2 separate regions of the Anas platyrhynchos genome follow, and region 2 is linked to region 1. A link is a contact called in public Hi-C data. All regions are on one chromosome and are shown on one strand. The core of a region is the stretch at or near the end of the contact, and the rest is flanking DNA. Distances in the headings are between cores, read along the strand shown. Region 1 holds the start of AMBP (alpha-1-microglobulin/bikunin precursor). Region 2 overlaps EXD3 (exonuclease 3'-5' domain containing 3).

What was found. Hi-C and Micro-C count contacts between places; a contact is called where the count stands out from the background.
Region 2: a contact with region 1 is called in a Hi-C map of subcutaneous adipose tissue, with 4 times the contacts expected there. The contact joins the enhancer-like site here to the promoter of AMBP in region 1. A contact is called at or near these places in 3 of 8 Hi-C or Micro-C datasets (F1 follicle, skeletal muscle and subcutaneous adipose tissue).

What each region holds. Positions count from the first base shown.
Region 1 is chr18:3,232,591-3,239,347 of IASCAAS_PekinDuck_T2T, forward strand. It overlaps AMBP (alpha-1-microglobulin/bikunin precursor), which reads right to left and starts at 2,614. Exons shown (of 10, transcript XM_005014781.6): 1 at 2,417-2,614; 2 at 1,374-1,516; 3 at 1,157-1,233; 4 at 519-632; 5 at 1-66. The coding sequence starts at 2,524.
Region 2 is chr18:3,545,825-3,552,581 of IASCAAS_PekinDuck_T2T, forward strand. It overlaps EXD3 (exonuclease 3'-5' domain containing 3), which reads right to left. Exons shown (of 23, transcript XM_072025484.1): 2 at 1,973-2,039. Among named protein-coding and RNA genes, the nearest start is that of NOXA1, 7.1 kb to the right of the region's middle. Within about 2 kb of position 2,682, at least 5 of the 8 cell types and tissues checked have an H3K27ac peak or open chromatin away from gene starts, as enhancers often do. A contact at or near this core is called in F1 follicle and subcutaneous adipose tissue, where this site is marked.

The DNA of each region.
Region 1 (6,757 bases), core at 1,364-3,863:
TGCCCATCTCCAGAGCCAGCTGCCGGAAGGCATCGGTGAGGTCCTCCCGCAGCTCTGGGCTTCTCCCTGGCAAGGGCAAGGGACAGGCTGTCAGCAGGGTCAGCAGTGGCAAGAGTCTGTGTGGAGCCCCCAGCAGCCACACACCTGCAGAGCCCAGGCAGCTGCAGGCCCAGTACAAGTCCTACCAACCTCTCCTCCATTATTCTTGACCAGAGTTGGTCAAGGGCTTGGTTAACATTGTTTACATGTCTCCCAGTCATGAAAGACAGCATCTCCTGCAACTTCAGGATCTGGGTTTCCCAAGCAAATCTTGTTCATCCCAAATAACACTCTGGTTTGAATTGTGTGATGTGGCTCTAAAAGTGAGCCATAAAACTCAACCTCTTTGGTGTCAAAGATGAGCTGACTCAAGGCACCACCTCCAAAGCCACACTCAAGTCCCTCAAAGACAAGCAAAGAGTGGTGTTACTGAGCCCACCTAAAGGCCTACTTGCCCACAGTGCCATAGCCAGACATACCATATAGCTTCAGTGTGGTGGTTGAACCATAACTACTTGTCTTCTTCATCAGAATGACTGCGTATTCTTCATAGTTGGTGCGAAGCACATAGGACTTGATAGACACATCCCATTCTAGGTGAGACAGCAATACAGGGGGCATCATTCCTGCCCCTCAGGAAGGAACAGGTATAGACGACAGTGACAGAGCTGGGGGGTGAAATCAAGCAGCTAATTCAGGAAATTATGAAATTATTAGGAGGCAGGCACAACCCTGACACGCTTTCACCTCACCAGCCTCTTATTAGTTGAGGGGACTGGAATCCAAAGTTTGCAGACAACTGAGATACCATCAATGCTCCTTAAATGTGGCTGGTGGGAGCCTGTCCCAGATTGGGACCCTGGGGATGAGACAGATCTGCTGGAATATCTCATAGTCCTGTACCTATGCAGGCAGCTCTGAAACAGTTTCCCTAAGACCCTGTTTCCTTGTCTGGAAACAACCCACGCTACAGAGCAACCTCCTCTCCCTGAGCCCTGCTCCCTTGAACCACTTCCCCAGCCACCAGCTGTATCCTTTGAGGCCTGGCACTGATTCACATCCTGTGAGCACACAGCAGCTCTTAGGGCTCAGCAGGCCAGCAGTGAGCCCAACTTACTAGGATTATAGTAGGTGTATTTGCCAGGGGTGCTGGTCTTCTGGTACTCTCCTGAGATGTGAGTGCAGTCACCTTGCCTGGATGAAGGAGTAAAAGAATAAACAGCTTCAGGTCATCTCTTTTCCTATTTATCTTGTGAAAACTGTGCCTGGAGCAACCAGATTGCCCATGGCACAGGATCCCTGAAATCCCTGAGCACCCACAGCACTGCTCGTACCGCAACCTGGTGCTGATTGTGCTGATCTGGTCGGCACTGGGGCCAGGGCCCAGCACCAGCGTGCCCATGTTGAACTTCTCCTTGTAGTTCTTCATCCACTTGCAGGTGGTGCCAATGGCTACATCGTACCATTTCCCATACATCTGTGGGGAAAAGAAAAGGACATATCTGCCACACACCTCCTCCACCAAGGTAGGATATCCCATGGCTTTCTGCAAAGCTGAAATATTCACAACCAAGAAGCCAACTGGTGAGCTATGGTGAAAGGTGCTGGGGCCAGAGCTGCCATAGGAAAGTGACCAGCACTCAGCAGGATTTCCAACTCAGTGGTCACCCATCTTCCACAGCTTCCCAGGCTTCTATGCTTGGATCTCTGACAGCATTCGAGGGCTGTCTGTCAGAAGAGGTGGCAGCCCAGATGTCCCAGCTTTACAGCAGTTTCATGCTGAACTGCTGGGGAAGTGAGGGTCAGAGCTGGACTCCTGTTGCCCATGTGTGCTTACCACTGGGCAGGATACTGGCCCCTTCTTCCCTCCATTTCTGTCACTTTTACATGGGGGACAGGCAGTCCCTGGGAACAGAGTGGGGTCCCCGTGCCCCGGGCAGTGTCTGTGTGTCTCCTGTTCACCAGGAAGGGCGGCTGGTACCCAGCGGAGCCTAGACCCATGTGCATGTTGGGTATGCAGAGCTGGGCAGGGGACAGAGGTGCCTGCAGGAGACCTGGGGGGGGGGGGGGGCTGGAGGGGGCAGGCTGCATCCCACACACATTCTGGGGCTTCTGGTGTGCCCTGCCACAGCAAGGCACCTTAGTCTGGACAGATGAACAGACTGGGATTCATCTGCCCTGCCTGTGTGTTTGCTGGGGTGAGGCCATCCCAAGGGCTGAATCCCCCCCAGACCAGCACCCAGGGAGATCTGCGCTGCCAGCACCAGCCCTGCACAACCCATTATGGGAAATGTCACCCTTCTTGCTAGAGAAAAATGAAATAGCTTTCTCCCATCCCTACTACCCCCAATATCCAGGGACCGCAAGCCGCTGTTACCCGCTCAGCTTCAAAATTCTCCTGCACTTGGATGTCTTCATCCTGGTCCCCAATGGGGGTTCCGCTGGCCATGGCGAAGAGGAGGAGAGAAAGGAGACCCCAAAACATTGTGTCTGGTGGCTTCAGAGTGCCGCTAAGTGCCACCGCGCTGGAGGGATCCGTGTTTCTGCACTGTCCTCACTGCGCAGCCGCGTGACCTTCAGACCTCAGAGAACAGGGCCAGCGGGGCAGCCAGCCTGGCGGGGGCCGGGCAGGTAGACGTGGGGGCAGCTCCTGGCCCTGCAGACCTGGCCATGTGGCCTGAGCTCACCATGGCCCAAGCAGCACAGAGCCAAACATCCATGAGAGCTCCTCACCTCACCTGTTCCTACACCACCTCTTGGCCCACGCACAGACCAGGACCTGTCTTATTCTATGTTATGATTTGTATTCCTGCCCTGGGATCCTATAAGGAGCCCGGATGGTGCCCGCAGTGCTGGACTAACCTGACCCTGCAGAGAGAGGACCAAGAGGTCCCCAGCACGCATCACGAGCTCCTCGCTCCTCAGCAGTGCCCACAGGGAGCGGAGCCCAGCAGCCAGATCCCCTCCTGGCAGCAGGGCTGAGACTCTCCCTGGGGGTCCCAAGCGGGTGGCCAAGGCCTGGGGCGGGCGGGGTGGCACCCACCCTGCGCTGAGGGGCCTGGGGCCCGGCACGCATGGGTGGCACGGGCCCAGCGTCTGTCCCCACGACTGTTTGCCTTCTCAGGATGATTAACTGAAACCAAACAGCCGGAGGAAATGGCAAACAGAGCAAAGGGCAGGAGCCCCTCTTGCAGCCGGCCGGTATCTCAATATTTGCAGAGAAGGCCGAGAGCTGCAGGCACGCTTGCAGCAGCCGGCCAGACTTTCACCCCCTCCTCCTGCCGTCCCCAGGGCAGCGCTCGTCGGGCCCAGAAGGTGGCAGCACCGGGCGGGCAGCTCCGCCCGGCCGAACCCCCCGGCCCCCTCCGGGCCGCCCTCGGGAGCAGGCCGAGCCCTGGCCGTGCGGTGGCCGGACCGAGCCCGCCTCGTCGCGCGTCCCTCTAGGGGAGCCCGTCCGTGCCCCGCTGCCCCCGGCACTGCCGCCGCTAGGTGGCAGCCGGCGGCCAGGAAAAGCCGCGGCGCCGCCGGGCCCCGGGGCGGCCTCGCGAAGCCAGGAGCGGGGCCGGGAGGCGCGGGCGAGGCAGGGCCGCAGCGCGTGGCCGCGGGCAGGCTCCGTGCTCGCCGCTCTGCCCCGCCGCGGGCACGGCCGGCACCGCCCGCGTCCCGTCACGCTGCGGGCCCGGGGCGCGGCCAGGCCCCGCGGGTACCGCGCGGCTGCGAAAGGTGGGGAGCAGCACAACCGGCTGCGAAACCCAGCTCCTGCACATCACCAGCCCTGTGCCCGGAAAGGCTGGGGATGCAGTGCAGCTCGCCAGCCCCATGCTCTCCTCCAAAAATATGCTCCCTGTCCCTGTCCCTGTCCCTGTCCCTGTCCCTGTCCCTGTCCCTGTCCCTGTCCCTGTCCCTGTCCCTTTCCCCAGGGCTGTGGCCATGTTTGCACCAGGACTACTGAATGGAGGGGGATGGAGAAGCCCCACATGCTGCCGAGTGCAGGGCTGCGGTGGCAGCCTCGGCAGGGCACAGCTCTCCAGGCCCAGGGGTGCACGGACCCGGCATCAGGGGCCCCATGCTGGCACCAGCAGGCTGCCCTGGGGCAGCCGCGGCTCCAGCACTGGGGGCAGGAGGTGCCCACGGGGCCCTCCGGCAGGGCTCGGGGCCACAGGGACCCTGCGGGATCCGTGGGGTATGGGCTGCTGCCAGCTGGCAAGGAAGGGCGGCCAGCATGTTGGTTTCAGACCAGTTTGGACAGAAACCAAACGCAGGGAGAAACTGCCATGAAATTCCTGCGGAACAACCCCCCAACCTCACTGCTCTGACTCAAACCTCCCTTTTATACCCACTCAGTTTCAGGCCCCTCTCCTGCAGCCACTGCAGGTGTCCCAACTCTCCTGTGGCTGTCTGGGGGTTTGTGGAACATCAGACAGTCTCTGCAGGGTAAAGGCCACCAAGATTCAGTGTTCATCACTGGAAAAATGAGACACTAAGAGCCTGACTCCACTTCCCTCCTGCTCTCCAGCATCTACCATGATGGAGATGCCCCCTCAAACCATTAGAGGGGGCATCCCTGCCTCATCCTTCCACTGTCCCTTTGCAAACCAGTTGTTCACTGAGCTCATCCAGTCCCTTTCTGAACCTGCCAGTGTTATCTGGCTCCCCTACTCCCTGTGGCAACAAGCCCTGGAAGTTCAAAACCTGCTATATAATGAAGTTTTTTCTTTTTTATTTTCAACCTATCTCCCGCCAGCACTCCTTACTCCAAGGACTGCTGGAGTGTTACAGTTTCATGCTCAGCTTGTCCACCACCCTCATGATTTTGCAGGCCTCAGTCATATCTGCTCTTGGCTCTCCTCTCTCAAGGCAGGAGGTCTCAGCTTTTCCAGTCCCCTATCATACAACAGGCAATACATCTCATCAGTTGTTACAAAGCAGGTCCAGAGAAAGCTGACTACTCATTTCCTTGTTCAGCTGTGGAAACAGGAGCTCAAGCACACAGCACCCAAGGTAAGTCTTTCCAAGATTTTCTACAGTGTCAAAACACTTGCCATCTTGTTCCCAAGACTTTGCTGATTACACAGCAGTCAGTGATGATTACCAGGTCAGTGATGATTACCAGGTCAGTGATGGCTCCCAGCTCTGCTTCTGAGTCTAGCCACCTGTCCTGAGCTCCATGCCAATGCCTTGCTCTGATCACTTCTCCCTTGAAGCATCACCTTCATTTCTCTACACCAAAACTTACCTCCTACCTCTTCGTCCTTGTTTTTGTGAGGTCTTTTTGAAACTCTTTGCCACGAACAGTATTTTGCTATCCAGAAGTCCCCAGTATCGTCTGTGAACTTGAAGGTTATCCTGTTCACTCCCTTATCCAGGGGATGGATGAAGATGTCAGATATAAAACCAGCCCTAGAGCTGCCCCCTGGGGGACTCAGTGTCCTCCATCCTGAGGAGCGGCTGTTCAGCCCTACGTGTTGCTTCTGATTCTTCAACCACCTTTGAGTTCACAGAACAGCCATTCTGCTCCCACAGGAAGTTTGTTTCTTTAATAATCTCTGGTGTGGTGCACCATCAGAATTTTTCTGAAAATCCAGTCTGATGATGCCTTCTGGATCCTCTCTGGGACAAGGAGGAACACATGTTCCCCTTGCAGAAAGGGACCACATGCTCAGCATAGACCTACCTTCTGCATAGATTCTGCTTTCTAACTAGTAATAGAGCAAAAAGAGTCTACAGTTTTTAGCTCTCAGCATCCTCTTTACAGAGGTAAATGTTTCACCATCCACCAGCCTGCTGCCTGGCTGTAAGACAAGGTATCATGCTATAGCCAGCACCTCCATGGTTTAACATTTGTGTTCCTCCTGGGCATGAGCCATCTGTCTGGGATGACAGTTCATCCCACCAGTCTGGGCCTTCCTCTGTGTTTACTTCAAATTGTTCTGGCAATTGTCCTCTGAGCAACGGCTGCAGTAAGTGTGCCAGGCCTGGAAATCTCCTCACCACCTTTGTCCAAGAAAGAAAAACACCGGGCTGCTTCTCCTTGTGGCCTTACCACTCCAAAGGTCTCCTTACATCCTGGGCATCTCCCCAGACCCTAGCTGTTTTTCTGCTCTTAATGGATTAAGGGATATTCTTCAGCCATAACATCTTTTCTTGCACATTCATTTTTAGATTTTTAGTCTTTTGATTTCAGCTGATGTGCCACATTTTGTGGTCTTTCCCTCTCCTAGGCAAGATTTCTGTTTCTGAAACATCGGCATTTTCTGTAGCACCACCATTTAACTCTCACAGAACCGGGAAGGGGATTAGTCCTTCATTTTCCTTCTGAATTGTGGCACATTTTACCCAAGCTTCTCAGGCATGTGTAATACCCTCCATCTATCTCTAGGACCTTGAGATTTGGGGATGGGATATTGGGTAGTATTCCTGAATTCTACATAGTTCCTTTTCCTGAACTTCTTATGGGGTATACCTCTATCTCACCGCACTGTTAAACCTGGTAGCGCTGTGTTTTTCAGTATGGTGCAGTTCCCCCAGCATCTCTTCAGCCAGGTCCCAAACAATCAAGATCCAGCCCAGAACAGCATCTTTTCTTGTGGGTTATAGGTTCAAGGGGCTTCATTTGCTGCATCCACAAACTGTATCTCTACATCTTGTCTTATGAAGCCATTCTGTACATGGGGGGAGTGATGTCCCACCGTAAACATCCCACCTTGCATGTTCTCTG
Region 2 (6,757 bases), core at 1,432-3,931, 310 kb after region 1:
GTGGGTATGATTCAGTGCTAATTGCTCAGAAAAATGTTTCAAGTTACACCGGTTTGGTATGCTTTTTTAAAAGCAAAACAAGGTATGTTTTAGGCAAAGCTAAGATTCTGTTTATGTTTACAGACAATCTGACTCCTGCACATAAAGGATGTTGCTCCCTGGACAAAAACTAAAAGCATCAAGAAAAGTCAAAACTAATGCAAATGATCAGGCTGTATAATCTTGCCAGAATACAAGAAGCACGAAAACGCTTGAGCAATAATCATTCTCTTAAATTCAACTTCCTTGACTCCTGCTTTGTTCAATATGTTAATATATTAAAAAAAAATAATAAATAAAATTCAGATTTCTAAGAACATTTATATATATTGGCAAATTGTCCTAAGGTAAAAATCATTATGTTTTTTATTATGGAAGGAAAGTGAAGTAAGACACAGTAAGCAATTTGTCAGAGTTACAGAAGGAACTCATGTAAGGGCTGGAATCAAAATCCAAGTTTCTGAAGCAACTTATTGTTTCTAAAGGAGTTTTTTTAAGATGGCAGCAATACAAAATAGTTCTCAAAAGAACATACATTTAGGATCAAGATAGTTTATGGGGCAAAGGTCATGAGAAAAACAAGCTAAATGAATTAATCCACTGTTGGAAGACTACAGCGAATTATCTAATAGATTGCTGCTATCTTCCATATACAGTGCTAGCATTAAATCAGCCTACAGTATAGTCATTTTTGCATTGCATCACAAGATAGTGTAGCATATAGAGTAATCCATCTCAGGCTTCAAACTCTCTCCTCTGGAGCAGCAAGTAACATTTCCACCAGTACTTCTTTTCCTCCAAAGAGGATGTGGTGAATGCTGTCTGACAGCATGAGTCTTGCCATGCGTTATTCAAGAGTGCCCTCTAACGAAGCTGCAGCTGTATTTCAGAACACGTACACAGGAAACTAGAAAAATGCAAAATGAGACTTTCCAGAAATTTCTCATTAAACTCCAAGCTTTGCTTTCGAACAAAAGGGGAAAACAGGTGATACACAGTGACTGGTAGACTGCTGCTGTACAGACATTTTATATTGTGCAAGCCCTCATTGAGGTAAATACATCAGTGGACAGCAGAACTAAAGAGAAAGATCGAAAAATTCAGAGTTCTCTCTTTCTGACTAAAGAAAGGATACTGAATTAGATGACACCCCAGTTGTAAGACTACAATTTAAATATAAACTGAGTTCCACACAATCTGCTTTATCTCTAAGGAACTGCTCAATCTTTACAAAAATAGCTGAATATCATGAATGAAGTTCACAAATCAAAATTGAATCCTCATAAAACTATTCCCTATTACATTGCAGTACTATAAAAATATTGCTTATTTGAAAGGAGGTCTTCATTTAATGGTGGTTGAACAAACTACAATGATGAAACAAAACCTGCTACAAGTTTGTACAACTGTTGTTTTGTTTACTGTCAAGTTCACTGTCACCTACCTACACGAACACATGCATTAGCAAAACATCCTGTGAACAAAAGCTGCTTGTAATACTTGCAGAAGCAAACTTCACACAGAAAAGCTGACACCATTCACTGAACAGAAATTAACCTTAATAATCTCACTGTCAACTTGTTAGAACGGGACTGTACCACTCACAGGTCTGCCCCTAACTATCCGCAGAGGGCACAGCTTCTAGGTGTGGGGGCAGTGCAGTCACAGCAGCCTTAGCAATCACCTCCCTCTCCCTCCCAGCCCATTCCACAGCAAGGCACACCACACTCAGCCGTCCCCCAAACACCCATGCATAAGGAGGAAGAGATGCACAAAGTAGTAAACATTAAAACTGATCATCTTCTAAGCCTGGATAAGACAGGGGCTAGCAAGGGGTATGAGCTCCTTACATTGTATTGCCAAATATGTGGTTTGCCCCCGTATCATCAAAAGCCTTTGAACAGATTCAGGTCTGGAGACTTGGCAAACTCACCCCGACGGCCAGTGACCTGACCCTGCTATCTGCTGGGTGACGTCTGGGATGCCAGTGCTGTGCAGCCCTGCAAGGAAACAAACAGGTCTGCTGTTAGCACACTGAGCTTTTTGTACACACAACACCTGTGCTCCACTGAAGCAATTGTATCTAAGCGAGCACTTCCACACCCAGTTAAGTGTTACCTTGCAAAGACCGGGATTCAAGCAAACAGTAAGTGTTTTCTTGAAATAGGGCCTTAGATACTTGCCAATGTTTTTACTTCTTGCTAAACATCTTTACTGTAACATTGAGATCATGTGGCTAAGAACCACAAGGGACTAGAAAGACCACACAGATGTTATCAAATGTTACCTTGAGACCCACTGTCCCAATCCAGGCTCAGTGTCCACTTTAACACAATTAGATCTCCCCTCCCATTTATCTGGATCACCCACTGGCAACAATAGCTTACAAAACAACAAAAAAAAAATAAAATCACACAACAAAGCTTTAAAATGTGGCTGCTAAAAAGAGCTTAGCACAGTCTGAAACAGCAGCCATTTGCTCTGTAAAGCAAGACTGCACTCCTCATCTCAAAAAGCCAAACTGATTTCCCTTTAGTTTGTAACAGTGGGATACTTCAGTCCCTGGGGAATACTTCCCCAAAATTTACAGAGATTTGTGTAACCTAAGAAGCCCACGTGGCCCAGTGTGATATGCAAGCACTCCCCAAGCAGGGCACAGTTCCTCCTGTGCTCTCTCCCACATTTTCAGACATTCCTCACAGCACTGTTATGTCCCAGCCAACTTTTTTCCTGACTTAACAGTTTATTCCTTGAGGAGGTTCAGGCAGAGTTTGACATTAAAAAGATCAGTGGTGGATAGTGTCCTGGATGTTTAGAAAAAGGGATTTTTTTTTTTTTATGAACATGTAACCCAAACAAGGCTCAATGAATTTCCATGAAAATCAGACATGATCACAGAGTGCCTTTAGAACCACATAGCAGAAAGTTTCAGTGCAGAATGAAAAAGATAAGCACAAGAAAAAACTGAAACTGAAAATTAAAACATTTTGCAATCTGAGCTATAATTACTGCTAAGAGAGATATCACATCGTGCTTTTGTGTGTGTGTGTGTGTTTTTGTTTTTGAAAGTATGATAATGAATACAATTATTAGCTAAAACTGAGACTAGGCAATTCACACCCAGCAAAAGTTTAAAATAGTAAAGGTTATTGAAAGACATAATGAGTACCCAAGCTGCACAGCTGCGTGCAGAGCTACAGGGGCAACTTCTTGTAAAGCCTTTTGCCTTCTGGAGGTAAGAGCAACAACAGCCAAGAGTAAATCCATGGATTGTATGGATGCAGCTAAACATAAAACAGGAACATTATTTTAATTAGGGAAGAAGTCTAAAATGACAGCAGCCACACATTTACACTTAACACAAAGTCTGACCATATCTTTGGCACAGTTGGAGAGGTAGCTAAGAGAGAATGAACACGTTACAATGCATGCAATACCTGGAGAGCTGCACATAGCCTCTGCTGCTCTAGCTTGTTAAGGTAACAAGAACCACCTTGCTCAGCTTAGCAGCAGGCCCTTGCTAAATGCACAACAGCCAGATCTCACCTACACTGGTATAAATCTGCTTCCATGAGCTGAAATAAGCTGCTGTCATGAACACACTCAGTAATGGGTTAGGACTGGAGCACTGAATAGGGAACCTGGTTTCTATACTACCACATAAAAATGAGACACTGACACTATTTTTTTTTTGGTAGTTATCAACACTAGCAACTGTCTCGAGACACCAACTTTAACCATGCCTTATACCTTAGTTTCGAAACAGTTTCTAGTGCTGTTGCTGTCTAAATGTTTATACAATTGTAAATTAGAACTTTCTTTTGCTTGTTTCTTTCATTATTTATATTTTCTTCATTAGCAACTTTCTTCTTCCAGATCCAGTGTTGCAACTTGAAGTATAGGTAACACGCAAGTTTAGTGCCAGACAGACAAGGAACAGGATTCTCATGTTTTACAGGTAGTAAAAGGGCAGAAGTTGAAGGATTTTTAGTTGCTTCTGGTATGATCAGATTCCAAAACAAATTGCTCTACACATTTTTATTGCAGAACACAATGCAAAAAGGCGTAATTTATTATTGTAATAAATAAATACATAAAATCACGGTGTTGTGTTTTTTTTTTCTTATATAGAAATTTGTTTGAGAATAGCAACAGCCTCAACCCTCAAACAGGTCTAATGCTACTTTGAGCAAAAACCAAGGACTATGTCCAAAGTGTCATCCCAAGTGAGTGGCAAAGTTGAGACAAAATAAGCTATTAGTTACATGAGTAGGGGTTATTTTTGTTTATTATCTGCAGACTGTAAGGCATTCTTTGCCTTAATTCATCTAGCAGGGAATTCACACAGCTCGGAAAGAGCACACTACTCCTGATCCCAAGCATTTGGACAACACTCCCACCTTTCAGGCCCAAGTTAATGCCATTTAGTGGTGTTGCATCACTAAACCTGCATGTGGAATCACCATCGACCTGTTTGAGGGTTGAGGCAGTTGCTATTCTCAAACAAATTTCTATATAAGGAAAAAACCACTGTGATTTAATGTATCGCCGAGGCGATCGGCTCCAGGGCAGATGCATTCTGCAGCGGAGCAGGGGATCGAGGTGAGTAGGGCTTTTTTTTGGCATCGAGACCACTCGAAGCAGCCAAGGGAGCCACCAGGACCCAGCAGCCCTCACGAGGGAGGCTGACGAGGTGTTGGCGTCCATCAGTGCTGGTCAATCTTTAAGCACTGCCTCCTAAAAGCACAAGATCAGGCAATTCCAAAATATCAGAGGTCAGACAGGCAGGGCAGAAGGCCAGCCTGGCTGACCAGGGATCTTCTACTGGAGCTTAGGTGAAAAAAGAAAAGTGTACGGCTGCTGGAAGGAGGGTCAGGCAATGTAGAAGGAAAACAGGGATACTGTTCGCGTTTGTAGAAAGAAAATTTGTGTGGCCAAAGCCCAACTACAATTGAAGCTGGCCAAGTCTGTGGGAGACAATAAAAAGTTTTTTTTTAAATATGTAAATAGAAAAAGGAGGACCAAAGAAAACATAGGTCCACTACTTGATGGGGAAGGTCACCTCACAGACAAGGATAGGAAAGCAGAGACATTTAATGCCTTCAAAGAATCATAGAATCATAGAATATCCTGAGTTGGAAGGGACCCTTAAGGATCATCAAGTCCAACTCTTGACACCGCACAGGTCTACCCAAAAGTTCAGACCATGTGACTAAGTGCACAGTCCAATCTCTTCTTAAGAGAAGAGCTTCTCTTCTCTTCTTAAGAGAAATCTCTTCTTAAGAGAAGGCTCTTTTTAAGAGCCTTCTTTGCCTCCATCTTCAACACTGATGATGGGCTTTGGGACCCAGCATACAACTTAACAAAAACATCATACAATGGGTGAGCAATTGGCTGACAGGTAGGGCTCAAAGGGTTGTGGTAAATGGAGCCACATCAGGCTGGTGGATGGTCACTAGTGGGGTCCCTCAAGTACTGCATGCAGTTCTGGGCACCACAGCAAAAAAAGGATGTAAAACTTTTGGAGAGTGTCCAGAGGAGGGTGACGAAGATGTGAACGGACTAGAGGGGAAGACGTATGAGGAGCGGCTGAGGTCACTGGGCCTGTTCAGCCTGGAGAAGAGGAGGCTGAGGGGGGACCTCATCGAGGTCTACAACTTCCTCGTGAGGGGGAGTGGAGGGGCAGGTGCCGACCTGCTCTCCTTAATCACCAGTGACAGGACCCACAGCAATGGTGTCAAGCTGAGGCAGGGAAGTCTACGCTTGACATCAGGAAGAGGTTCTTCACAGACAGGGTGGTCGCACACTGGAACGGGCTCCCCAGGGAGGTAGTCCCTGCACCAAGCCTGTTGGAATTTAAGAAGCATTTGGACTGTGCACTTAGTCACATGGTCTAAACTTTTGGGTAGACCTGTGTGGTGCCAGGAGCTGGACTTGATGATCCTTATGGGTCCCTTCCAACTCGGGATATTTTATGACTCTATGAAAAGAAACAAGACTTTCATCCTCTTGGAAAAGAGCTTTCCAGACTTCTCTTCTGATATATGTATAACTGGAGTTTCTCTTCAACCTTCCCTTATCCCATGCATACATGCTCCCCTCTTTCATTACCTCTTGGACGAATTTTTCAGGCTTTTTAAATCACTGATGTCTACCACAGTTCTTCCCACACTGTATTAATTTACTAAAAATTAATTCAATTAAAAGTTGAAAATGGGAAGCAGAAAGATGCTCAGCAGTTAGCATATCTCATTTCTGTTAATGCAATTCTATTCCTCTGATATGCTTTTCAGTTAATTATGGTCACCCCTTTCTCCAATGCACACAATTACAACAGGGAGCTCCCTCTGTAGGCTGTCTTTATTTGACTGCATAGCATCAAGCACCTGGAGGCAGCTACAAAAAAAGTAAGAATTATTTTTTTAAGCCACTGGCATACTGCTCAAGCTCAGTAATTGCCTTTGAATTGAATTATTAAAACTTGGTTCAGGGAAAGAACGCTTGCTGTTTCTTAGTTAGCCCAGGGGCAGCCTGTGTCCCCTCATCCCTGCTCTTCTCAGGTTCCATCACTTCACGTATTTCAAGTATTCAGGGCAAGTTTGGGCAAAATTACTTTACACAGGAACAACTGCTTTGGTTGCCAAAGAGCCTAGATGAACGGACCAGCTCCTCTTAATAACTGTGAACTGACCTACCTCTCTGCATTAAGCTCTGAGCG